Regions from separate parts of the Sus scrofa genome. Here region 2 is linked to region 1. A link is a contact called in public Hi-C data. All regions are on one chromosome and are shown on one strand. The core of a region is the stretch at or near the end of the contact, and the rest is flanking DNA. Distances in the headings are between cores, read along the strand shown.

Evidence for each region. A called contact is a pair of places that touch in the nucleus more often than the background predicts.
Region 2: a Hi-C map of liver shows a contact between it and region 1, with 4 times the contacts expected there. The contact joins the promoter of RPS28 here to the promoter of ZNF414 in region 1. A contact is called at or near these places in 2 of 5 promoter capture datasets (fetal liver and liver), 3 of 47 Hi-C or Micro-C datasets (heart right ventricle, liver and psoas muscle) and 1 of 2 datasets of contacts at active chromatin or transcription factors (alveolar macrophages).

Annotation. Positions count from the first base shown.
Region 1 is chr2:70,794,430-70,797,338 of Sscrofa11.1, forward strand. ZNF414 (zinc finger protein 414) reads left to right here and starts at 1,435. Exons shown (of 8, transcript XM_021083890.1): 1 at 1,435-2,518. The coding sequence starts at 2,516.
Region 2 is chr2:70,953,469-70,956,360 of Sscrofa11.1, forward strand. RPS28 (ribosomal protein S28) reads right to left here and starts at 1,304. Exons shown (of 4, transcript NM_001001587.1): 1 at 1,238-1,304; 2 at 1,107-1,154; 3 at 489-622; 4 at 241-311. The coding sequence starts at 1,276. The coding sequence ends at 500. It overlaps KANK3 (KN motif and ankyrin repeat domain-containing protein 3), which reads left to right. Exons shown (of 11, transcript XM_003123162.4): 11 at 1-75. It overlaps NDUFA7 (NADH dehydrogenase [ubiquinone] 1 alpha subcomplex subunit 7), which reads left to right and starts at 1,376. Exons shown (of 4, transcript XM_003123185.5): 1 at 1,376-1,492; 2 at 1,946-1,995. The coding sequence starts at 1,442.

The DNA.
Region 1 (2,909 bases), core at 185-2,684:
TTGTGGCCCCACTGTGGGAGCAGGCACCCCATTTGCAGGAAGTAGGACCTTTCCGGCAACACAGATGGGGTGTGGTTTGGGCAGGGCACTGGGGATGGGAGTGGGTTTGATATCTTCTAACAGACAGCCTCTCACATCTAGGTTAGAGCATCTTCAGACTGCAAACCTCAGTCACCTTGCCCCCCACCCCCACTCAGCAACATCCTGTTTGCTCTTACAAAATTTCTAAAGTCCGGCCCCACCTCTCCCTTTCCTGGTTCCCTGTCCTTTCTGAAACCTTACCCCACCCTTCCCCAGATTGCAACAACCTCCCCCCCAAAACCCGCGCACACACACACACACACTCCTCCACCCTGCATCAAAATTGTTTTTTAAATTAATGATTTTTAACCATATTAATGATAATCAAAAGAAAAGGTTTTTTTGGAGTTCCCATCTTGGCTCAGCGGAAACAAATCTGACTAGCATCCATGAGGACTCAGGTTCAATCCCTGGCCTTGCTCAGTGGGTTAAGAATCCAGCGTTGCCATGAGCTGTGGTGTAAGTCGCAGACGTGGTTTGGATCCCAAGTTGCTGTGGCTGTGGCTGTGGCCATGGCTGCCAGCCGTAGCTCTGATTAGACCCCAGCCTAGGAACCTCTATATGCCGTGGGTGTGGACCTAAAAAGACAAAAAAAAAAAAAAAAAAAAAAGCAAAAAAGTAGATACATCCTACGTACATAGACAGAAACACAATATTCATAAAGGCTACACTTGCCTAGAACTCAACAAACACTTCCTGAACAGTTAAATAATGTATTACAGACATCAGAGATCAAAGATCCACTTTATTGTCCCACAATGACCCATCCTCCAAATGACAATGGGTAATTAGATGGTGTTAAAAATTCATGCTTAGGAGTTCCGTCGTGGCCCAGTGGTTAACGAATCCGACTAGGAACCATGAGGTTGCGGGTTCGATCCCTGCCCTCGCTCAGTGGGTTAATGATCCGGCATTGCCGTGAGCTGTGGTGTAGGTTGCAGATGCGGCTCGGATCCTGCGTTGCTGTGGCTCTGGCGTAGGCTGGCAGCTACAGCTCCGATTGGACCCCTAGCCTGGCAACCTCCATATGCTGCGAGAGCGGCCCAAGAAATAGCAAAAAGACAAAAAAAAAAAAAAAAAAAAAAAAAATTCATGCCTAGAATATAGACCACATTCCTCTTTCTACAGTTCGCAAGGGCCCTTCATGACCCTCCTTGCACCTTGTCCATGTCCATTTTCTTTCCTGTTATTTATTTATTTATTTATTTTTGCTTCTTAGGGCTGCACCTGCAGCATATGGAAGTTCCCAGGCTAGGGGTCTAATCGGCGCTCTAGCCGCTGGCCACAGCCACACAGGATCCAAGCCATGTCTGCAACCTACACCGTAGCTCAGGGCAACGTTGGATCCCTAGCCCACTGAGCAAGGCCAGGGATCGAACCTGCGTCTTCATGAATACTAGTTGCGTTCATTAACCACTAAGCCACGATGGAACTCCTGTCCATTTTCTGACCTCCACTCGCTGCCTCCACTCTGCTCCAGCAATGCGCTGATAGCCTCACTGTTTCTTGAAAAAGACAAGATTTGTTCCTCCCCAACTCAAGCCACATGCACCAGCTTTCCATTCTTTTCAGAGCGCTATGGTCCCCAGACCTTCTACTGGCTCACTCTTTTTTGACCATCAGGTGACAGCTCAGATGTCACCTCACAGAGAAGCTTGACACACAACCTTCTGGGGGGTTTTCCTTTCTATATGAAGGTGTTTCCTTAATATAAGATGGTTTTCTGCATTTGTTGATTCATTGTTTCCCCATATTAAAACGTGAGCGGCCCCTGGTAACTGGGATGTTGGTCTGTTCTGTTCATTTTTGGGTCCCCAGTGCCTAGCAAACTGTAGGCACTCAAGGAATGGAGTTTGGGTTAGGTGATTCATTCCACACCAGTACATCCAGGGCTCTCCATACGTCTTCCTGAGGACGGTTAGCTTGCTTCCCGTCCTTGGCTATCTCAACGGACCCATTCCAACTTCAGAACTAAGCGCACTGAAAAATTTGACGGCCACTGTCAATTTCCTTACGAAGAGGCGGCTCACCAAACACGACATCTTTGAAAAAGAAAACCGTTTTTTATCCCCCTTCGAGGTATGGTGACGGTACGTGAGAGAATGAAGATGCTCATTTTGCAGAGAAAACTGAGGCCCAGGAAGCTTTTAATCCCATATCTCTGCGCACAGACTGTGCTAAATCTGCCCGATAGAACCGTCCTCGGCTTGCAAATCCACGCCGGCCCTACTTCGGCTTTCAAAGGAAAACCCGGGTGTCAGGCCCCGCCCCCTCGCAGGGCACAGCCAGCAGGCCCCGCCTCCGTTCTCGCGAGATCTGGAAGGCGGAAAAATGGCGCTGACGTGAGCACGAGCCTGCGGCCACCGAAGGAATCAGTGCAGCTTTAGCTGGAGCTGTCGGAGCCGAGGGAACAGGAGGCAGAATCGGGGCGAGGATGGTGAGCGCGGCGACGGGGACGCGGACGCGGCGAGCCAGCGGGGACTGGCGGGAAGCCGCCCGGTAGCGCTCACAGCCTACGGCCGACCCCGCCCCCACATCCGGGCACTCGCTCGCCGCTGGCTGTCACTAGGGGCGCACCCTACCCCCTACTTCCGGGTCTGGCTTCTACTGGGCCACGCCCACAGCTCTCGGGCACCGCCCCTGATCTTTATACAGTCGCCCCCCCCCCCCCCAGCCCAGCACCTCCAGTTCACCTGCATATCTCGAGCCCGGCTGATAGATATATTTCCTTCCTCAAAAATCTACTTGGCCTTTTGTGGTCCCTCCAGCATCTTCTTAGTCGCACCCTGTTCAGAGCCCCATCTTTCTCCACTCCCTTCCCCTGGGCG
Region 2 (2,892 bases), core at 54-2,553, 160 kb after region 1:
GGAGCTGAGGAGTGACAGAGCCCCTAGTCCACCCACTCCTCCAGCCTTCTTCCCTAATAAAACATTCCTAATGCAGCTTGTCTTGTTTTGGAGATACAGACACATGGTTCTCCCTCCTCAAAAGACAACACCTTGTCAGGGAAGACATCCCCCTTCCAGAGTGCAGTGGGCCAGTGACCACTTCTGGGACCCACAAGAGTTTTATATGCCCAGTGACAACCCAGACAAAACCCCAAATTTACATACAATATAAACACTTTATTAACGGCAGATCATGATGGGCCAAATGGTCGATCCAGATATCCAGGACCCTGTAAACAAAGTCCGTGTGAGATGCTGACAGCAACCCCCCCTCCCCCGCCCCAAATCTCAGCTGACCCTTTTTACACACCCCACCACCAAGAGGCCCTCATCCATGGGCTTGGCCAAACCTCCCTCCCACCAGACAATAGTCTACCAGGGACCTGCTGCTTCCCACCTGCACTCACCAGCCACAACTTCAGCGCAGCCTCCGAGCCTCTCGCTCTGACTCCAAAAGGGTGAGCACATCACCCTCACGAACAGGGCCTTTCACGTTTCGGATGATGGAACGACTCGTATCGTCCATGAATTCTACCCGCACCTACAGGGCACGGGGAGACCAGAAGTCAGGGTTAGCCACGAATAAGCACTGTGGGATAAGCAGCCGATTTGGATTCAGAAAACGTGTCTGCCTAGAGACTCTTAAAAAGGAGACTGAGGCTTGGAAGCACGGACCGGCCAGAAGAGAAACCGAGACGTGCAATGAACAGCTCTCAAGAGCCAGAAACAACCAGGAGGAACAACTAACGTTCTTGGACCGCGGATGGGAACGCAAGCATTAGGAAATGGAGCCACAGTGGTAGTTGGGATAGATTGAACCAGTACGTCAGGGCCCTAGGAATGAGATTGACGGAGCCCAGATCCAATAAACAGGGTGAAGACTCGGAGCCTCTGTGAGCCATGGGGAAAAGGGTACGTATAGTTCTCAGATACCAGGGTACAGAACCTGGGGCACAGGAGTAACCATCCGAGGCTCAGATTCCAGCCCCCCACCCCACCCCCGCCCTGCCGTCTCCCCCGCTCACCTGCGTGCACTGTCCCTGCGAACCTGTCCTGCCCAGAACCTTGGTAACCTGCGGAGAGGCTGGGATCAGATCTGGCCCACCCAGTTCCCCTACTCCCTTACCCAGGCCCCCAAATCCGTGCACCCCCTCACCCTGGCGAGCTTGATGGGCTGCACACGGCTCGTGTCCATGATGGCGGCGCGGCGGTGGTCTGGCGGAGAGGAGTCACGTGCCTCGGGAAGAACTTTTATAGGACGTCAAGGCCCCGCCCACTCTCGCTATCGCGAGGCCATACGCCATGTTCCCAGCAGTCCTAGCGTAGAGACGTCACCGGCGCCCTTCAGCGCGGGTGGAAGATGGCGTCCGCTACTCGTGTCATCCAGCTGCTGCGGAACTGGGCATCCGGGGTGCGCGGGGCGGGAGTGGCTGCCCTGGGGGGCTGTGGGTTCCGTGCGCCCTGGATCCGCTCTCGCTACTCACCTCTTTCCTAGTACCTCTGGGACTGAGGCTATTTAGTGCCGAGTTTCCTCTAAGCCGGGACCCCTCGCTCAGCCCGGAACCCCTAACGCGTGACGCCCTCAGTCGGGGCACACCCACCTCCACCCCCAGCCCTTGGCCTTCTCTTGGCTGGGATCTCACTCACTCCTGCGACCTCCCTAGGCTTATATTTTTTTAGCCTTGGATCTTGTGGTCCCGGCTCCCCCTTTTCTCTTTACTTTCAGGGCCCACATCCTTGTCGCCAAATGCCCATCTTCCGCCTTCCCTTTATTTGTCCAGCTCTAGACTTGCCCCTGTTCGCCGGCCTTCTCCTTTTCTAGGGTACCCTGCAGGCTGATATGCTTCCTCTCTTTCTCCCACAGCGAGACTTACAGGCGAAGCTGCAGCTGCGTTACCAGGAGATCTCCAAGCGGTGAGCAAGCCCCGCTCGCTGCCCAGACTCCAATCCTGTCGTTCCTCCATCAAAAACAAAACCCGTGTTCTTTTAGACGCTGAAACGCTGGGCCTAAATCCTGCCTCCAGCTCCATAGCCGGCTCATGGAAGGAGAGATGTGCCTTTAATCTTGCTGGACTATGTCAGAGAATGCCGCTCTTGGAATACCCAGAATGGGCGTGGATTCTGAGTAGGAATTATCAGTGAGATTTGCAGTCCTCAGTGTGGTCCTGCTATTTGGTGTTAACATCCCCAAGCTACAGATGAAAATGTTCGCGTCTAGGAGGGACTAAGTCATTAGCTTAAAATCACTCGAAAACCAGAAAGTTACAGTGGGGATTAGAACCTAGAAATGTCTGGATTTGAAACTCTTTTGATTTTGAGTCCAAAAATTACTTGACATTTACAAGACCCGCATTTACAAATCTCAGCCCTTGGGGAGATCAGTGTGAACAAGAAAAGCTCTTCTGGTTTCTTTCATGGAGCTCATATCCTAGGGAGAGGGAGAAACAACATAGGGAAATAAACACACCAAGTTAAAACAAAAACAAAACAGTTTTCTAGAATGCTCTGAAGACAAGACAAAATGAATAAGGTGAGTGGTAGCTACCTCAGGTCAGGTGGTCAGGAAAGGTCTCAGGTGTTGACATTTGAGCCACCAGAAATGCCGAAGGATAGTTAAAAAACATTCTGGGCAGAAGGAGCAGAAATGCCAAGGCCGTGAAGCCTGACAGAGCCAGGAGCCAGAGTAGAACAGAGGGTAGTGAGGCTAAAACTGAGGAATGGGGGTAGCAGTGTTTATGAGCTGCAGTGAAAGAGGGTTAGCATGAGGGAAAGAGCAATAGGATTAAAATAACCAAATCTGTGAATCTCTGC